Linked DNA regions of Sus scrofa: all the other regions are linked to region 1. Evidence: chromatin contacts called from public HiChIP or PLAC-seq data. All regions are on one chromosome and are shown on one strand. The core of a region is the stretch at or near the end of the contact, and the rest is flanking DNA. Distances in the headings are between cores, read along the strand shown.

What was found. HiChIP or PLAC-seq counts read pairs in DNA pulled down with a chosen protein or histone mark.
Region 2: an H3K27ac HiChIP or PLAC-seq map of alveolar macrophages shows a contact between it and region 1. The contact joins the promoter of TRPM5 here to the promoter of PHLDA2 in region 1. A contact is called at or near these places in 1 of 47 Hi-C or Micro-C datasets (epiblast stem cells) and 1 of 2 datasets of contacts at active chromatin or transcription factors (alveolar macrophages).
Region 3: an H3K27ac HiChIP or PLAC-seq map of alveolar macrophages shows a contact between it and region 1. The contact joins the promoter of TSSC4 here to the promoter of PHLDA2 in region 1. A contact is called at or near these places in 1 of 5 promoter capture datasets (fetal liver) and 1 of 2 datasets of contacts at active chromatin or transcription factors (alveolar macrophages).

The regions. Positions count from the first base shown.
Region 1 is chr2:2,057,041-2,059,926 of Sscrofa11.1, forward strand. It overlaps PHLDA2 (pleckstrin homology like domain family A member 2), which reads right to left and starts at 1,635. Exons shown (of 2, transcript NM_001174057.1): 1 at 1,191-1,635; 2 at 639-949. The coding sequence starts at 1,597. The coding sequence ends at 1,202.
Region 2 is chr2:1,663,647-1,666,526 of Sscrofa11.1, forward strand. It overlaps TRPM5 (transient receptor potential cation channel subfamily M member 5), which reads right to left and starts at 1,289. Exons shown (of 25, transcript XM_021082618.1): 1 at 1,237-1,289. The coding sequence starts at 1,266.
Region 3 is chr2:1,641,413-1,644,200 of Sscrofa11.1, forward strand. TSSC4 (a long non-coding RNA gene) reads left to right here and starts at 1,281. Exons shown (of 4, transcript XR_002341392.1): 1 at 1,281-1,629; 2 at 2,158-2,323. It also overlaps a transcript of CD81 not described here.

The DNA.
Region 1 (2,886 bases), core at 385-2,884:
GGAAGGGCAGGAGCCCGCTTGTCAGGTACCTCAGGCCTCCCCACGCCAATGTCACGTCCTGAGCCCCTCGGACGTTTCAGCCTCCTGCCGCCCCAGCAGAAGCGATGCGGGCCTCTCTCCCCTTTGCCCAGAAACCCCGCATGCCTGCTGGCCTCACACTTCAGGCACCGGCCAGCAAGGCCTGGCAGCTGGTCCAGCCAAGGCATGGGGGGGAGTTTAAGAGGAGCCCAGCGGGCGGGCAGCCAGAGGCCTGAGGGCTTCCTTTCAGGGGGCTGGGCAGGTGGCCGGGCAGGTGGGCAGGAAGGGACAGCTGGCATCCGGCACCCCACCTAGTGCCGGGGCAGCTCAGATGGGGGGAGCCCACCGACCGTGAGCGACTGCCCAGAGCAGCCGTGCGCTGTCCTGCCGTTCCACACCCGGAGCGGAAGTCAGCCAGTGCCAACCCCAGGGCACTGCGCTGGGGAGAGGCTGCTTGGCAAGGAGGGTGTGGCCAGGGTCCAGCGGATGACAGTGTTCATTCAAAGCGCTTTTCCTCGCCCTTCCGAGGCCTGTGGCGGCCACTCCCCCCACCCCGAAACATGGAATGAAGGGACCACCGACACTCCCCTCCCCAGGAAGCTCACTGCGCCACCGCCAGCTGGTAGAAAAGAGAACTGGTCAAGGAGTTTATTTGGAATGGACATATTGGTGAAAAATATATATATATATATATTAAGACAGATGGTTTTACCACAAATACCATCAAAATAAATACATAGATAGTCCAATAATTTAATGCGCCCGCACAGCGGGGGTGAGGCTCTGCGGTTCCGCACGGGAGGGTCCTTCTCTGCCTTTGTCCTCGCCGTGGTCAGCGGCTGGCCTCCCGCCCGGGCTCGCGGCCCCAGGAATCCCCCGGGCTCCTGCCGGCGCAGCTCGCGTCCGGCCCGACTCGTCCAGTGTGTGGTTCCTGTGGAGAGAGTGAGGGTCAGGGAGCTGTGCCCAAGCCCGGGCCGGGGTCAGCCTGTGGGTCCCTCGAGGCCCCGACACGGAAAGGGCTAAGCGACGGCTCCTGCCGCGCGCCCCAGCCGCGCCGCGAGGGCAGAGCACCCCTGGCCCTGTCCGCGGTGCCCCCCAGGCCGGGCAGGACCTCCCTCGCCGCCCGAGGTCGAAATCGCTCCTCCCCTAGGACCCGGGCGGCCGGCACTCACCGCGGCGGCGCTCAGGGCGCGCGGGCCGTCGCGGCCTCGGGCTGCGCGGCCGGCGCGGCGCGCTCCTGGCGGCTGCGGAAGTCCTGCAGGGCGCGGCGGTTCTGGAAGTCGATGAGCGCCAGCGTGATGGCCGCGTTCCAGCAGCTCTCGCCCGCGCAGCGGAAGTCGATCTCCTTGCGGTCGGTGGTGACGATGGTGAAGTAGACGTACTTGCCCGTGCGCTCCACGCAGTCCACCTTGAGGATGGAGTGGAAGCGCAGCTCCTTGGGGCGCGCGCCGGCGCCGGTGGGGAAAAGGCTCAGGCGGTCGGGGGTGAGCACGCCGCGCTTCTTCTTCCACAGCTGGAACAGGCTGTCGCTGCGCTTCTCCAGCTCGCCCTCGCGCAGCACCTCGCCGGGGGTCTTCATGTCGGCCGGTGCTGCGGGCGCGGTCGCGAGCGCTCGGAGGGTGGCGGCGCGGGCAGTGCGCTCCTGCCGCCGGGACGCAGCCTTTATAGCGGCCCCGCCCCGCGCGCTCCGCCCCGCCCCTCCAGGGCACGCCCCTCTCGGCCACGCCCCCGGCCCTTCCGCCCGCGCCCCACTCCCGGGCCCAACCCGCCCGGGTCCCTCCAGGCTGGCCACCCCCGGGTTGCGCTCCGCATCCTCGCCGGGGACCGCCCCCCCCGCCCCGAGGTCACCCCCTCCCCCTTGTGTGCAGCCCGCGGCCCCCTCCCCCTCTCCCCCGGCGCCCCAGCCCCCCAGCCCCGTGGAGCGACTCATGGTCCCCACCCCGCCCCGGACGCCGGCCCCACGGAGGAATGCGCTGCGGCCGGCCCTGCCCGCGGTGACTCACTGCCCCGGAGCACCGGGAAGCGCCCGCGGCCGGGGCCGGCCCGGGGCGGGGAGTCAGCGGGGCCCAGACCACCACCCGCCAGTGCCCCAGCCCTGCCGCTCTGATCTGGGTGTTCGTGGGGAAGAAGCCGTCCTCTCGGCTCTTCCCAAGGGGACCCTCCGGGGCCCCTGCCCCAGGCGGCCTTCTCTCCCACCTTGACACCCGCCAGCTACCCCTGGAAGGATCTCCCCTCTTCCCTGGGAGCCGGCCAACCAGGAGAGCAGGTGGTGTGAGCTTCGGTTTGCTCTTTTATAAAACGGGGACGGCGACACTTGTCAGATTAGGTAACCCACAGAAAGTGGTAGAACAGCTCCCCACAGCGTTCAGTAGATGGGAGGGGAGGGGGAGGCCGCTCCAGTCCCCCAGCTGGAGTCCCGCTGGAGGGGGTGCTGTCGGCCTGGGCCTGGGCAGGGGCGGGGGCGGCTGAGTCACGGCCTGCCAGCCTGACAAGGTTTTTTATTTGCCCTCTTCCTTTAAAGGGTTTAATAGGAGCAGGAAGTGATCGCTGGCTCCTCCTGGGTTCCCAGGGGTGGGGGTGGAGCTGGCAGAGGGCATGTGTGGGGGCCCCAGCCGCTCCAAGCCATGCCCCTACCCTCTGACCAGAGCAGCTGCTGCAGAGCACAGCCAGCCGGGAGGGCTCCCCACCCGGCAGTGGGGGGCGGGGGGGATGGAAGCACAGGTACCTTGGTAAACTTTTCTAGACGGTGAGGGCACAAAATCAGTGTAGAGCTGCTGGCGTGGCCCATGAAGCTGGCCCTGGATCCAGTCCTGCCCCACCTGCCCCTGCTGTGTCCAACCCTGGTCCTCCAGGGACACAATGAGGAAT
Region 2 (2,880 bases), core at 39-2,538, 390 kb before region 1:
GGGCCTCACCCCGCTCCACCACGACCTCATCTTAACTCGTTGTAGCTGCAAAGACCCTGTGTCCAAATAAGGTCACATCCTGAGATTCTGGGTGGATACGAATTCAGGGGACACTCTTTGACCCCAAAGTGAGGCAGCCAAGTGGGGTGTGCTGGCATCAGGCTGGGAGGGCGGGGCAGAGGGGAGCCGATCAACGGCCTCACTCCCGCCAGGGCAGGCCAGCCCTCCCCACAGCTGGATGTGCCCCCGCCCAGGGCGTGTGGGCTCTGGAGAGGACAGAGCGGCCCCTGCCTCGGGGCGAAGGTGCTGGGGTGCGGCTGATCCTGTCCAGCCCCCCGCCCTTTCCTCACTGGGGTGGAGGGGAGGGGGCTGTCCTGAGCAGGGCCTTCCCAGGGCCACGACCAGCACCCTCACCCACGCCCCAGAGGCCTGGGCCTGGCTCCTGGCTCCCCACCCAGGGGGACCGAGGGGCCATTTGGGCTGAGCCCCGGGGTGGCACCGTGCCAGACACCAGGCAAATGGAGCCACCAAGTGGGAAGGACATGCAAACAGTGGATTTGCATGAGCAGGTGTCCGGGGCTTTAACACCATGTTCCTGGAGGGGGTGGGGGAGTCTGGGCTGCGGGGGTCCTAGTACCCCCGCCGGAGTCCCCCCCCAACTCTGACAGGGAGAACAGAGGCCAGATCTCCCACCCCAGCAGCAGAGGCACCAGGGCGCTTGCCAAGGGGCAGATGGCCACCCCTTGTCAGAGGCCACCAGGAAGATGGCCCCAGTGTGGGCAGAGCTGGGCAGGCAGGCCCCGGGAGTCCCAGCCCAGTCCCTCTCGGGCTGTGTCACCCAGACAAGGCCCTCAGCCTCTTGGGCCCACCCCGCCCCCCCAAGATGCAGTGGATGCGGTGAGGAGAAGGATGCTCCCGAGGGCCCCAGGCCAGCAGGCCAGCAGTCAGCGCGGCAGCCCTCTGCCCACAGTGGGGACACGCGTCTCCCTGGGCTGAGGGTGGAGGGCATGGTTTGGGAGGGGGCACAGACGCTCATGCGTGTAAGCCCTGCACCTGTGCCCCGGGTCCTTGGGTCTGGCCCCCAGGGCCACGGGGCCTCCCCTCCTGCCCAGAACCCTCCCCGCAAGCAAGAAACCTGAGAAACCGAGGTGGCGGGGTGGGGAGCAGGACATGGCCCTGGAAGAGGGGCCCCCCTGCTCTCGCTCCACCTGGGGGCCGGCATCTCGGGGCTCCTACCTGCCCTCTTTCTCCCCGGGGCCCGGACATGCGGCTGCTGGCCAAGGAGCGGGATGGAGGTGCCCAGAGCACGGTGCCCGCAAGCCAGCTCGCCCGCCCCTCCCCGCCCCACCCACCACGCCCGGTGCCTGGGCGGCCAATGCCAAGACCCGGGCTGGGCACCATCCGATCTCGGTTTACTGGGGCCCACAGACCTGCTGGCCAAAGCCAGCCTTCCTCTGGCCTGAGGGACCCAGTGGCTCCTTGGATGCCACCAGCCACCTGCTGCCACGAGGCAGCCCCGTATGGGGGTGGCCGTCACCACCTCCATGGACTACGCCTGGGGGAGCCTGTGTCACACCCGTGTCTCACTTCCCACGTTTATCTCTCCAGCAACTGGGAATGGCTGAGCCCAGGGTGTGTGGCCAGCTGCCCTGTGGAGGACCCATGGGCAGGGACCGCCCCTCTACTCTGGGGTCCCGTGAGGCTGGGTTGTCACCCCCTGCACCCCCGGGTGTGCTGCCCTAGAGCGGGCACCGCTGGCTAGCCGTCAGGCTGCCAGCACCCCAGGCACTGCATGGACACTGTCCCTTCAACTAGGGGCAGGCCAGGCAGCAGGGCTTGGGGTGTCCCGGAGTCCCGCGGTCCTGACTCACGGGCCTCAAAGCCCTCGGGCTCAACTCTGGGCCTCAGTTTCTCCACAAAAATGGGGATCTAGGTAGCTCAAGTCTTGAGAACTTTTGGGTGACACAAAAGGAGATCAGAGCCTGGGGGACACTTTTCATGTCCCTTCACCAGAGACCCCAGGCCCCCTCATCCTCTGAGCTCGGGAGGGGTGGGGGACCCCACTAGGCCCTGTGCTCTGGGACCCCGGCAGCCTCACCACTCTGGCCCATTGGCCACCAGAGGGCGCCCCAGGACCACAGGTTGAGTCTGGCTGGCGGAGGCGGTCTGGCCGGTGGAGGCTGCTTCGCTCCTGGACAGGAGGCCCTCGGCCCCGGCTGGCCACGTCCTGCAGCTTGGCCTGGAGCCCGGGGCGGGGGGGGGAAGAGGGGCTGTCTGGGGATCCCTCAGGAAATACTGGATTCCAGACCAGGGCAGGGACCCCACAAGCTGTCAGGGCCTGGGATCTAGGGAGAAGGGCTTTGGGGTCCTGGGCAGAGGATCAGACCCAGCCCTGGCAAGGCCGTGGCACTGGACCACACCCAACTCCGCAAGACCAGCCTGGCTCAAAGCCCCCCGCTGGCCTGGCCCCACTGCCCACGGGAGGGTGTGCAGAGCCCTCGAAGCCGGGGTGCGGGGGGAAGATGGCCCTTGCCCGCCCTGCCCTCTCTCCCAGTCCTGCCCGCTACCTCGGCTCCTAGACGCCTTCTCCCCCCACCCCCAGCCCAGCTCCAGGCTCTGCTCCCTTCCTGCCTACAGCCCCCTGTGGCTCCCTATCCCTCCGGCAATAAAACCCGGTCTCCTGCCAGCAGCTCTGCCCAGCCCTGCCCACCTCCACCCTCACCACCCACTTGTTCCCTCGTCCAGCCTCAGACCCGCCCCTTCCCTCCCCCTCCCCGCCCCCTGCCCCTACAACACTGGCTCACGGCCTGGGGTCTCCGCATTACCTGGTGTCATTTTCAGTGAGCTTGCCCCTCCGAAGGGACCATCCATTCCCTTTAT
Region 3 (2,788 bases), core at 31-2,530, 420 kb before region 1:
CAGCCAGGCCTCTCCCGGGGGCCACGAGGGCCCTACGGCCCAGCTGCGTCCTCCCACCCAGCCGACCCCGTGGGCTGCGCGCTCGCCCAGCCCTTTTTAATCCTTGTTTCTTTCCGGCCGCCTGTCCTGAGAGCCGGGTCTCCGAGCAGCCTTACGCCTCTGATGCACCTCTCCTTTCTAACGCGTCACTTTCGACTGTAATTACATCCTCAAAGTCATTCAATAAAGAAAGAAGAAACAGGCATGCTAACCAACTGTCCGGCTCCTTCCTATGCCCGCGACGTTTGAGACGGGCCCCGGGGTGGCGCTCAGGCTCTTCAGACACGGCTGGGCCGGGGGTGTGCTGCCAACCCTGTTGGTGGGTGTGGATGGGGCTGCGGGGAGACTCCGTGGCGGGCACGCCCCTCTGTTGGGCCTTGTGTGGCCTGCAGCCGCCTCCACTCCTCCCTCACTCCCACCGCCATTCCTCGGGCAGCGCTGCCCAGCGGGGGTGCCGCGGGCTGGTGGGGTAGCCCTGCCAGACTGCTCCCTCCTGAGGGCCTCTCCTCTGACTGGTTGCTTGTGAGGAGCTCGGTGGCCCCATCTTGCAGGGCTGGTGGGGGAGCCCACTGGCCCACCACTGGACCGCGTCCCGGCCACCTCTTGGGTAGGGCACTGCCCGCACTGGGAATGCTGGGTGATGTCACCATGAGCTGCCTGCTGGTCCCGACCTCTTGAGGCCACCTGGGGCTCCTTGGGGGCTGCAGTGCAGCCCTGTCCCTCCACAGTCCCCACTGGGGTAGTGGGTTGGAAGAGGCCCTCTCCTTTTCACTTATCGCTGTGCTGCGAGGCCCTGCGGACACCCTGGCCGAGGCTGTCACCACTGTCACCTCTGCAAGCTGCGATGTGACTTAGTTCCTGGGGCGGACTGGACCCTGCATTCCGGGTGAGGCCCTAAGTTGGGGGCTGTCTTAAGGATGAGGTGACCCGATGCTGCAGAATCCCTGGGCCACAGCATGGCCTGAGCCCTGGACAGCGGGGGTGCAGCCCGGCAGGCAAGGCGGGGGAGACGCCGGTGGGGACAGGGCATCCATCGCCTGGGCGCACTGCCGAGGTACGTGCGGCCCGGCTTGCGGGGACTGGGACCGGCCCTCCGCTCCGGGGTAGAAGTGACCAGTCAGGCCATCAGTGGCGGGCCCGCTCCGCCACGGGCACAGCCCGACACCGACTCCTGGGACCTACTACTGCCCGGCCCGCGGCTCCAGCTCAGGACCGGAAGCCGCCGTGAAAGGCGCCAGGCGCGTCGACGCACTTCCGGTGCTCGCGGCTTCCGCTAGGCGGCGCTGCGGCCCCATGAACGCGGCGCTGGCCGTCAGCCCTCGAGCATCCTGGGAGTCCCCGTCTTGCCGCCCGCCTCCCTCCTTCCCTCAGTCAATTCCGGTTTCTTCGCCGCCGTTTCCGGGAGGGAAGGCTAGGGAGAGCGACGCAAAGACGACGTTCCCGAGCGGCTTCGGGCCAAGCGTCCCAGTGCCTTGTGGGAGATGTAGTTCTTTCGGCGCGGAAGCCGCGGCGCTCGGCCGGCGGAGGACTCCGTTTCCCAGAGGGCCGAGCGCCACGCAAAGATGGAGGCAGCGGGGCCGCGATGAACCGGTAGGTTTGTGGCGGCGAGAAGAGCGTTGCCGGCCGGCCGGGCCTCGCGGCGCCGCAGTCCGCAGGCTGCTGCCCCGAGCAGGGAGACCCGCGAGACGCTGGCCCACCCCCCCGACTTGGCCCTAGGAGTCAGGCCCCCGATTCGGAGAGGTCCCTGGGCACGTGGAGCGAAGTCAAGGCTCTGCTTCCGAGGGGAGGGAGGACCGCCCGGACGCCAGGGGGCCTGCGCCCAGGGACCGACCTGCCCAGACCCCGGCCCTGAGAAAGCCCCTCCGAGCACCCAGGCCAGCCTGGACTCAGCTCTGCCCTCCGTGGAGCTCAGGAAGTTGTCCGAGAACTCCAAGCAGCAGCCCCCGCGTTCCGAGGGCGCCCGCCCCCCGCCCCGGCGTGCCCCACTGACCACGGGGTCCCCGCGACTCCCCGGGACAGGAGTGCACGTTTAGGAGGTTGGAGTCTGGTTGCAACTCCGGCTTTGCCTGCAGTGTACTGCCTCGCGGGCCCGTTACCTCTCCGCTCTGGTTCCCCCAGATCTAAAGCGGACACCATTGGCGTTTGCTTCGTGTACCCTTGCTCTCCTGGAGCAGTTTCTTCACCCCGGGAGTCATGCATGGCCCGGAGGAATGGAGGTCTCGCCTGTGTTTGATCTGGTACCGGGTGCTCAGAGCCCCTCCTTGCCGGCCTGGCCTGGTCCTCGGTGGGTGAAGGAGCAGCGGGTCACCCTGGGTGAGGGGGGCTTGGGTGGGGAGAGGGGCTTAGTGGATGGATGGCAGAGGGTGAGGATGGGCTGCTCTCGCAGCCTGGAAACAAGCTTCAAGGTGTTGGGTGACCCTCGACTACTAAACAGGTGTTGGCGGCACTTTTCTGCTCGGTTGGGAACATGAGAGGTGTGCAGGAGTACAGAAGTGGCACAGGAGGGGGCTCCCGGGGCTGCAGGGGCTGGCCTCTGCCGAGCTAGGCCACTCCAGGTCATCACCAACCTTCCAGCTTCCTGACAGCTTGACGCTCAGATGCCAGGGACTTGGCGGCAGACCCCTGCAGCACTCCCATGGCACCTTCCAGCTGTCAGGAGCAGGCAGATGGGGAGCTCTAAGTGCCACCCGCCGTGCTGAGCGGTTGGTAGGCCACCCAGCTTGGCAGAGAGCGGTGTCTTGGCCCTGAG